3 separate regions of the Sus scrofa genome follow, and regions 2 and 3 are each linked to region 1. The links are chromatin contacts, called in public HiChIP or PLAC-seq maps. All regions are on one chromosome and are shown on one strand. Each heading gives the region's core, a stretch centred on a gene start, on an enhancer-like site or on the middle of the called end of the contact. The rest is flanking DNA. Distances are from core to core; before and after follow the strand shown. Region 1 overlaps LOC110260334 (a long non-coding RNA gene). Region 2 has its middle 130 kb from the start of TBX15. Region 3 overlaps TBX15 (T-box transcription factor TBX15).

The links. HiChIP or PLAC-seq counts read pairs in DNA pulled down with a chosen protein or histone mark.
Region 2: a contact with region 1 is called in an H3K27ac HiChIP or PLAC-seq map of skeletal muscle, with 9 times the contacts expected there. The contact joins two enhancer-like sites. A contact is called at or near these places in 3 of 47 Hi-C or Micro-C datasets (psoas muscle and skeletal muscle) and 1 of 2 datasets of contacts at active chromatin or transcription factors (skeletal muscle).
Region 3: a contact with region 1 is called in an H3K27ac HiChIP or PLAC-seq map of skeletal muscle. The contact joins two enhancer-like sites. A contact is called at or near these places in 2 of 47 Hi-C or Micro-C datasets (embryonic fibroblasts and skeletal muscle) and 1 of 2 datasets of contacts at active chromatin or transcription factors (skeletal muscle).

The regions. Positions count from the first base shown.
Region 1 is chr4:102,508,218-102,511,399 of Sscrofa11.1, forward strand. The region is part of intron 3 of LOC110260334 (a long non-coding RNA gene); the gene reads left to right. Among named protein-coding and RNA genes, the nearest start is that of SPAG17, 87 kb to the right of the region's middle. Within about 2 kb of position 1,439, at least 2 of the 83 cell types and tissues checked have an H3K27ac peak or open chromatin away from gene starts, as enhancers often do. A contact at or near this core is called in skeletal muscle, where this site is marked.
Region 2 is chr4:102,049,146-102,052,486 of Sscrofa11.1, forward strand. No RefSeq gene overlaps it. Among named protein-coding and RNA genes, the nearest start is that of TBX15, 130 kb to the left of the region's middle. Within about 2 kb of position 1,851, at least 2 of the 83 cell types and tissues checked have an H3K27ac peak or open chromatin away from gene starts, as enhancers often do. A contact at or near this core is called in skeletal muscle, where this site is marked.
Region 3 is chr4:102,015,941-102,019,078 of Sscrofa11.1, forward strand. TBX15 (T-box transcription factor TBX15) reads left to right here. Exons shown (of 12, transcript XM_001926903.7): 10 at 2,967-3,064. Among named protein-coding and RNA genes, the nearest start is that of TBX15, 99 kb to the left of the region's middle. Within about 2 kb of position 1,786, at least 1 of the 83 cell types and tissues checked has an H3K27ac peak or open chromatin away from gene starts, as enhancers often do. A contact at or near this core is called in skeletal muscle, where this site is marked.

The DNA.
Region 1 (3,182 bases), core at 189-2,688:
GGTGTAGGCTGGCGGCTACAGCTCCGATTAGACCCCTGCCTGGGAATGTCCATATGCCACAGGAGTGGCCCTAGAAAAGGCAAAAAGACAAAAAAAAAAAAGAAAAAAAAATTTATGGAGGGGAGGCAGACTAAACCATTGTTGCTATCCATATACTCGGTACTCAATAAATAATTATTGCCTGATGAGCAAAGAAAGATTTTAGTGTGTTTTTTTTCTTCCTTTTTTGGTAGTTGTAGATGTTATTAACATGATGAAGGTGGCTGTTTTTCTAAAGCCTTGAAATCCTGACAGAGAGGACAGTCAAGGAAGGAGGCAGGGGCAGGATAGCAGACAGGATGGTAAAAGAATAAAATCCTAGAGCTAAAAACCACTGGCTGTAGTTGCCTTCCTGCTGGGAACCCTGGACAACCACAGCAAGGGAGGAGTTGCACAGACAGGAGAATGGCAGGTTGGCTCTTGAGATCTCCCAAGAGGTTCTAACCTTCTGAATAAGGATCTTAAAATAATGTTGGCATTACATTGAAGAAGATATGAGACCGTCGTGTCAGGCTCTTGTCCCCCAGTGTTTCTAAGCCGATGGCAAAGTCTCTGCAGAGAATAAGAGGGCCCTGAAACAAACCCAGATACTTAAGCACCAAGCAGGAAGAAGGATTTCTCATAGAGGACAACTGATTTTACAAAAACTCGCACAAAGTCTCTAATGCCCCCTATTAAAGTCTTGAATACCTCCCCATGACAAAAATCAAGGGTCACTGGATGAAGCGAAGAGACCCCACCTCCCGCCCCCAGTTAAAATAATTAAATAGGTCGGACAAGCTCCAGTCAGTTGGTATGATTTGCTGCCCCTGGGGAAGTCCAAGTCAACACTGTACCAGAGTTTGAAAACAACGGGGTCATTTAAAGACCATCCCTTGCATTCATCTCAGGTCAAAGGAGGATAAAGATCAGAGTAATCAGGGCTGAAGTTTCAGGACATGATGTGATTACGATGGTGTCCAGTCTGTCATGCACAGCCTGCCCAGCTGGCATGGGGCATTTCAAAATTCCCTGCCCCAGGCATGTGGAACCTTCGCCACATGGGAGATTGGTGGGGACATCCCCACAGCGTGACCTGTTACTCTGTGTTCTCGTAAAATCGGGATGGCGTTCAGCTGGCCCCTTCCTGTCAGCAGAAGGAAAACTTCTCCCAGCCGCCTTGGGGGCTGCAAGGTTCTGAATGGGACAAAACCGAGGTCCGATGTGTAGTTTAGAATAGTCTCCTAGCAAATTCCTTAAACAAATTAGGAGTGGTTCTGGCCCGGATCTCTCTCTGCCAGGAGAGTAGAAGGAGACAATAAAAAAAAACTAAGCCTGCTAATCCTACCCAGAACTGCCCAAGACTACTTTGGGCTAGGGACACACATGCTCAGGCTTCAGAGATGCATATGGGTGCATTTCGTTAATCCTCATCACTGCGTGTCAGGGATAACTGATCTATGACTAAAAATAGTGTGAGGACAGCAATATCAGCCATTTGAGGCTGAACTGAGGACACAGTGGAAAACTTGACAGCAGCACAGTAGAACCTTCCTGGCCCAAGGCCACGGGCTCAAGGGCAGGAGCTCTGGGCTCATCTGCTGGGGAAGCTTGATTGACAGCCTCACCTCCCAAGGGGGAGTTTCAAGGGTTGTAATCTTCTCACATTATTGGGCACCTTCTGAGTGCCGGGCAAATGCTGGAAACAGGATGTAATGGAAGGAGACAGGGTTCTTCTCTGGAAAAAGCTTACAACGGAGTGATACTTAAGAAGGATATGCACAAAAACAATTAACAAAAACAATTCTGCTCCACTTCATTGACTGCAGTCTGAAACTGTCTCCAGCAGCCACACTACCTGCGCAAGAAACGGAGACTATAAGAGCAGAGGTTCAAGCCCATTCTTGGCTCTAGTGTGCTTCTTCAGTTGAAGGGAAAAGAAGCAAAACAGAAAGAGGCCTTCGGGTCACATTTACTAATTTATTCAAGTCAGTTATGTGTATTTGGTATCAAGTATGACTGGTAATGCTTTCTGTATCCTAGGTAAATGTCTGCTACCAAACATTAAACTTTTAGTTATGGAATCATTGACTCTCAGGCTTTTTCCCCTGCATAATTATTGCATTCCTACTGTGAGTCAGATACCATTCAAAGAATCTTTTTAAGGTTTGCTGTAAACACTCATTACAAGTATATATTGGTATCCGCCATCTTGGAGGACAATTGGAAGATATGTTTCCAAAGTATATTTAATAGAAGCGTAGTTCTGAGGAAAATTTCTAGGTATTCTCAAGAAAGCTACATGCTATTTGCCATTAGAGTGGCGGTCACCAACCATAACACAAGGTCTCCTCAGGACGTTTCTTATTTCCTTCAGAGTGCCAGACATCATTGATAGTGGCCAAGGCATTCACTGCACTTCTTAGAAGACACAGTGCTGGTTTCTGAAGAAAGCATTCCGTGGAACTTTATTCTTTTACTGGATCCAGGCCACAGGCTTCACTGATAGGTTACTTAAACTTAAGTTCAAATTCAATAAAATGAAAATGACACATTTCAGTCAGTAGTCAAACATCAGAGGTGATCTGCTGGTGTCTCTGTAGGCCCTTCTCTTTTTTTTCACTGTAAAAGAAAGCAAATGAAGCAAAAAATGTTTTTGTGCCTGTTGAAATTGAAAGTTTCAGAGTATGTGAATCTATTCCTCAGAAGGTGTTAAATCAGCTGGAGTTTGGAGGTCAGGACTAGAGAGAGACTTTTTTTTTTTCCTTTTTAGGGCCACACCCACGGCATATGGAGGTTCCCAGGCTGGGGGTCCAATTGGAGCTGTAGCCACCGGCCTATGCCACAGCCACAGCAACTCAGGATCCAAGCCATGTCTGTGACCTACACCACAGCTCATGGCAACGCCGCATCCTTAACCCACTGAGCAAGGCCAGGGATTGAACCTGCACTCTCTTGGTTCCTGGTCAGATTTGCTAACCACTGAGCCACAACAGGAACTCCAAGAGAGACTTTTAAGGGTCACTTGTACATACTGATACTCGAAATGACGAGAGTGGATAGAGTGAGATTTTTACAGTGAGAAGACAAGGAGGGCCATGAAACAAACTTGGGGAATTTGTACTTTTAAAATTCTTGCCCTTTATCTCCACAGATAGAGCCAA
Region 2 (3,341 bases), core at 601-3,100, 460 kb before region 1:
CTCTTATGAAAGGAGAAGAACTCAATTACTTGGGTTTGAATAGTTTATTAAATATACTTAAGGTATATATATATCCCCCTAGTGGATTATAATACTCAAGTATAAGAGTTCTCCTTTTATATTCTTCATGATAAGTAGCACATATTGGAGTCACAATTGGTGCTAAACTAATTATGAGCTGACCTGATCTGATAAGGGTTAAATATTTCTTTATATATTCACTTTTTTAATTTGCAAAATAGGTTCTTGCTTGTTTTAACAAAATAAAATGCCAACATCTATTCAAAAAGATAATTTTTTTCTGGCATACTGTTAGTGATTCTTCAGTGTGTTATCTTTTCAGATGCTTTCCTCAAGCCCATTCAACCCCCATACTCACATATCCACTCACACTTACACATATAATATATTCTCATAAGTTTTTATTTTCTTTCTTTCCTTTCTTTGTTTGTTTTTAACCAAAAAAGAGATGATACCATATATATTATTCTATAAATAGATTTTGGAGCTCCTGTCGTGGCTCAGTGGTACCTGACTAGTATCCATGAGGACATGGGTTCAATCCCTGACCTCACTCAGTGGGTTAAGGATCCAGCATTGCCGTGAACTGTGGTGTAGGTCACAGATGTGGCTCAGATCCCATGTTGCTGTGGCTGTGATATAGGCCAGCAGCTACAGCTCCGATTGGACTCCTAGCCTGGGAACTACTGTATGCTCTGGGTGCAGCCCTAAAAAGACAAAAAAAAATTTTTTTTTAAATTTTCATTTATTCCATAGTTGGCTTTATACTACTTTATAGGACGATGCACTATAATTTTTATCCATTTCTCTACAGATACACATTAAGATTGCTACTATGTGATTTATTTGTTTTGCAGTCCAAACAATGCTTTGATATAATTTTAAAAAGATGAATTTGGCCAGTTATATGCATTAAATCTTAGATAACCTTTGGCTCTAGCTTTTACGGGTTGAATCTGCTGGAAAATTTGTTGGATACTCCAAAGATAGACTTGGCTCTTAGTGACTTATCAAGGCTCTCCAGCTCTTTCATAATCCTCACATGAGCAAGGCTTACTCAACAGCTGCCACCAGCCCCAGTTTCCTCAAATGGGTCATCTCGTGGGCTTCAGCAGACCTGACTGTGAACATATCAGGTGCTGGCTCCAATAACCTCCCCCTCTATTCACAGATGCGCAGGACAGGGCAGAGTTCTCCTTGCCTCTAGCCATACATAGACAATTTTAGCAACAGCTTGCTTGGCATCTGTTTCACCAGGTTCTTAATCTCAGCACCATTAGTAATTGACACCATAAATAAGATCACCGGTGAGTGCCTGGAATCTTGGGATGGGCCAGGAATTTGACCTGGAGATTCTGGGGGATCCGACAGGAGCGGTCTTGTGGTAAATCAATATCTGTGGCAAAAAAAGGGTGACTCCAGCGCATAGCTGAGTGGACATGCAGGTTTCCCAGTCTGGAGGTGCTCCATAAATAAAGTTTCCTAACCTATCTCTGGGATTATTTGTCATCATGGTGACAGCATGTGATAGCGCGACAAGTGCTTTCTGTAACTAGGGGAGTGGGGCTTCAAGCTTGAGGCCAGAGGTTGCAAACGGCTGGTGCGTTGCCGTAACCATGCCAAATGCCAAATATTTGAAAATAATTTGCCAACATTTAAAAATTAGGTTTTACATAAAAGTCTGTAATTTTGGTACCTCTTGGGGAAAAAAGCAAAGATGTGGTACCATCAAGGCCACGGTTTCATGGGGCCAGATAGGGCAGCTGTCTTCAGAGGTGTCATGAGCTTTCCAGTTTGGCAGTCTTCTGGTCTACTTGACTGGCATTTGAGCCTGGCTTGGATGTAATGACCTTTACAACTCAGCAATTCTCTTTCTACTTATTGCCAAGATTCATACACTCATACAGTGTGAAATCATGACAAACTTCAGGGCTCCCCTCTCTCAAATATTTATCCCTTCATTTACCTAGAGGGCAAAAACGCCAACACTAAGATTCACTTGCTGATAAGTAAGAGACAACATTTATCCTAGCAGAATTATCGTCTTCATCCTCCAGATAAATAAACTGAGGCTCAGTGAGGTTAAGTTGCCAAGGTCCCTGAGGTAATAGGTGGTAATGTTAGCAGAGTCTCTCTCCAGAAGTTGTGCCTGGAATCCCTCCAGCTCACTTTAGCAGTCTGTTTCAAACCTGAAGATGCTTCCAGCTAGAGGGAGACTTGGAGGGTTCTCCCATACCAAAGCATACTTAGCTGACAGCAATGTGTTCAGCTTCTAAGAACATGAGGGTATAGAATGGACCTGAAGGAAGGTGGAAAGAAGCAGAGATGACTTCCAGGTGAAGATGAGGTCTGCATAGAAAGAAGGGCCTGGGAGGATGGGATTCAAAGAACAGGGTTGATATAAGAAATTTTAACTTCTGATGAGGAACGGGAGGCAGTCCTGGGACCCAGAGGACTCACATCTCACCAACATGATCCAAGGGATTTTAGGTGAAAGATAGGGGTGTGAGGTTGGGGTTGACATAAGTGTGCAGAATCAGAAGTTTGTGAAAAAACAAAACAAAACAATAAAGCTCCTTTTGCTAGAATATGCTCAATCATTTTAAGAAGGTTTAGAACATATGGCAGAGTGTGGAATGGATGTAATTAAAATGGAACTGGGAGTTCCCATTGTGGCCTAGCGGGTTAAGGACTTGACATGGTCTCTGTGAGGATGCAAGTTCTTTCAATTGCTGGCCTCACTCATTGGGTTAAGAAACTGGCATTGGCATGCGTTATGGTGTAGGTCACAGACATGGCTCAGATCCTGTGTTGCTGTGGCTGTGGCAGAGGCCTGCAGCTGTGGCTGTGATTCAACCCATAGCCTGGGAACTTCCATATGCTGCAGGTATGGCCCTAAAAAAGAAAAAAGGAAAAAAAAAAAAGAGAACTGAAGGCCAAGATAGGTGGGAAGACAGAATTAGAGTCCTAGTGGGAAGGTAGGTGTGGGTGGGATGCAGGTTTCGGAGTTGGACAGACTTGGGTCTGACTCCTGACTCAGCCTGACTTTCGTTGTATAACCTTTGGTCAGCTTTCCTTTCCGAACCTGTTTTCGTGGTTGGGATTAAATGAGGTATGTGTGTTAAATGCCTGGCATGTAGCAGACTCTGAGCACAGAGCTGAGTGGACACGCAGGTTTCTCAGCCTGGAGGTGCTCCATAAGTAAGATAGAGTTTCCTGACCTATCTCTGTATTATTTGTAGTCATGGTTACAGTATTTGGTTGCTGAAGTGGTTTTTTGTGACTAGGGGAGTGGGGTTTCAGATATCAGTGAGTTCAGT
Region 3 (3,138 bases), core at 536-3,035, 490 kb before region 1:
ATGAGGATGTGGAAAATATCTGGCCCGCTTACCATTTACCCATTGGTAATGGGACCAGAGGGTAAAAGTTACATCAGAGATTTCAGCCCAAGATCAGAAAGAACTTTCCTTTTTTCTCCCCATTAAAAAAAAATCTCCGTGTTTTGTTTTTTCCTTTTTTAATTATAGTTGATTTACAGTGTTTCTTCAATTTCTGGTGTACAACAAAGTGACCCAATCACACGCCGTTCCCTGGGCTGTACAGTAGGGCCCCATCTCTCTTTATTTTGAACGCATGTTGCATTTACAGAAAATTTCCAGAAATGATACAGAGAGTTTCCATATCTCCTCACTTGACTTCTCAGGTTTACCATCTTTCATAGCCATTGTGCAGGTGTCAGAACCAGAGAATCACCACTGGTGCGGGACTCTTAGCTAAACACTTTTTCTGATTTTCTACTGGGTTTTCCACTATTGTTTTCATACTGTCCCAGAGTCCCTCTCTGTAACCAAAGGTCATTTCTCCTTCTTCCCTTCCTCCTTCTCCTCCTCCTGTGGGTGGAACAGTTCCTCACCTTCCGTAGCTTTGATACTTTGGCAGGGTGACTTTGTTGAATGTTCCTTAATGTGCGTTCATCAGATGTCTTTTCATGATTGGGCTGAGGTTATGCTGTGTGGGCAGGCCCCACACAAAGGTGATTTCCTTCTCAGAGCATCTAGAAACAACTTTCTAACAGATCTGTCCCAAAACTACATATTTTCCTTGGGAAATGCTCAAGCAGAGGCTGGATAACCTTCTATCCAAGACGGCATCATAGGAAGTAAAAGTAGATGACACCCAACATCCTTTCCAGCTTTTGAATCTATAATTGATTCTACACTGAGTATTTCAGTTGGATTTCGGATGTGGATACATGGATAGGTGGTCACTATCATTATATATAGTTGACTACTTAAATAAAATTGTTGCTATCTTTGCCATCGTCTTTTTGCCCGTTATGGAAATAAAATCAAAGTTCATTTTCTATTCCTTTCGTAAATGTGACATTGGCAGTCTACCAGTATATTTATGCTATGTCACAGTCTATCACTTTATGAAATGAGAAGGGACTGTTCTTTGACCTTGAGTTAATATTTTGTCCCCATCATTGGTACACGTTCCCAGGAAGAATGGAATAGGAAGTGGAACAATAGAGACCTTGCTCTGTGCAGTGAGCCTCTCGGGCCATTAAAGGGAATCCTAAGATGTTCTGGTGAGCCCCCAACATTCCAAAACAAGGCAGTAAGATCTAAGCCTGGCCTGTCTATTTTTTTATATTCATCAAGGCTCTGCCTGGCTTTATCTGCCTATCCCCTTTTTATTCTGAACTCCCTAATGGCCTGGACTCTTTCTCTTCACAAATAGTTTCATGTACTGTATGCAGCATTAATGCAGGGTGACTATGTGGAGATGTCTTCTATTCCTACTTTTAACAGATTAACAGCTAATAAACACCATGCGACACCCTCTCCTCTCCACCTCTTCTAAAAATACAGAGTTAGATTTGCCAGCATTGGTGTATTTAAAGCCTCCAAGATTCCAGGGAAGACTTTAGAAAGTTAATTGTGCAAGTAAGGCTGGTTCAGAGAGGAAAATTTCCAACACAAAGAGCCAATCAGTGTATCAGCAGCTCATCAGGGAAGAACCTCAAGGGATCTTACAGTCATTTATAAGGAAAGGATATTTGTTCTCACTTGAAATAGAGCCTCGCACTTTCTTCTCGCTGTGCCACACTGACAAGAACGTTGGGGACATCTTACCTAGTAGCACAAGCAGCCCAAGCTCCATCTCAAGAGGGAAGGCGTGTCTTTTCCAGGCAAGGACACCATGTTACCTTCCGGTGACTGCTGTAGAAGGATGTCTGCCACCTGCTCTTCCCTACCCTCCTTCTCCTGCCTTCCTCAGAGTCCCCGAGCTTCCCGTCCTCCACTCAGCTGGAAGTGAAGCCCTTAGTTTGAAAGAAAAGTCAGTAATCAGAAGCTGTGTTCAGAGTTTTAAACAAAGCACCCATCAGTGATCTGTTCTGAGGATATGGAATATCAGCAAGAACGTGTCTAAGATAATCCAGATTACCTGGATAATTATGTTAAAACAATGTCCATCAGCACATTGTGCGTGTGTATGATAGAGAGAATTTATTGAAGGATAAATTGGGCAGTGTGCACATAGTTCTATTACTAGAATTTCCAGAATCAGTGAAACAGACGTCTTAGAGTAATGCTCTTGTACAATATTGGATGTTTCCTTGAGTCCCAATTATATGACTCTCAAAGACCAGCTCGACTGTAAGATACAGACAAATATTCGCGGAAATGTATTAGTCTTTTTGTTTGAGGTCTATCTTCTGGGACCAAACGGTCTGTGTGCCTCCAGGTAGGTATTTCTCGTTGCAGCAGAAACTCCAGTGTATTTGATTGCTTACCTCTCCCTCTGTCTCTATTGCCCTGCCTGTCTCCCCTTATTTAAGAAGCCTTTAAAGGCACAGCAATGTGACAGTTTCACTGATGCCACATACCCGGTGGTGGAGTTGACTCTGGGACAGGCTGTGTCAAGGCCCCGTGGTAATGCTGATGACATTGCCCTGTGCTAGAGAAACCATCAGTGCTACTCTCTTCTCCACTCTATTCCTATCAGCTGCGACCTTGACCTTTAACACGTAACATGTGCATGTTTTTTTCATGCAGGCCACACCTTCTTTGAAGAAAGGGCAGTGTGCAATGCCGCCATAGCTATGACTTGCTTGCAAGTAATCTGAATTGGGTTAATTTCTCCTTTCTCCGGCCTCCCTGTACCCTGTGTTCTTCCAGACTATTTCTCCTTGGTGGTGATTTGTCTCAGTGCCTATGCATATACCACTTCAGACAGACCATCTCAGGAATTTTTTTGAAAAGTCGGCGTGTTTCTTGGGGTTATTTACAACTTCCTTTGCTGGCTTTTCCTTCTGTAGAACCGGACTGGAAGCCATCATGGAGACGTATGCCTTCTGGAGACCCCCGGTGCGCACGCTCACCTTTGAAGATTTCACCACCATGCAAAAGCAGCAAGGTAAAGCCCCGGGCAGGGCCTCTGCTCAGAGCGAGTGCGGGGGAGGGGGTGGGAGCTGAACTGAATATAGCACC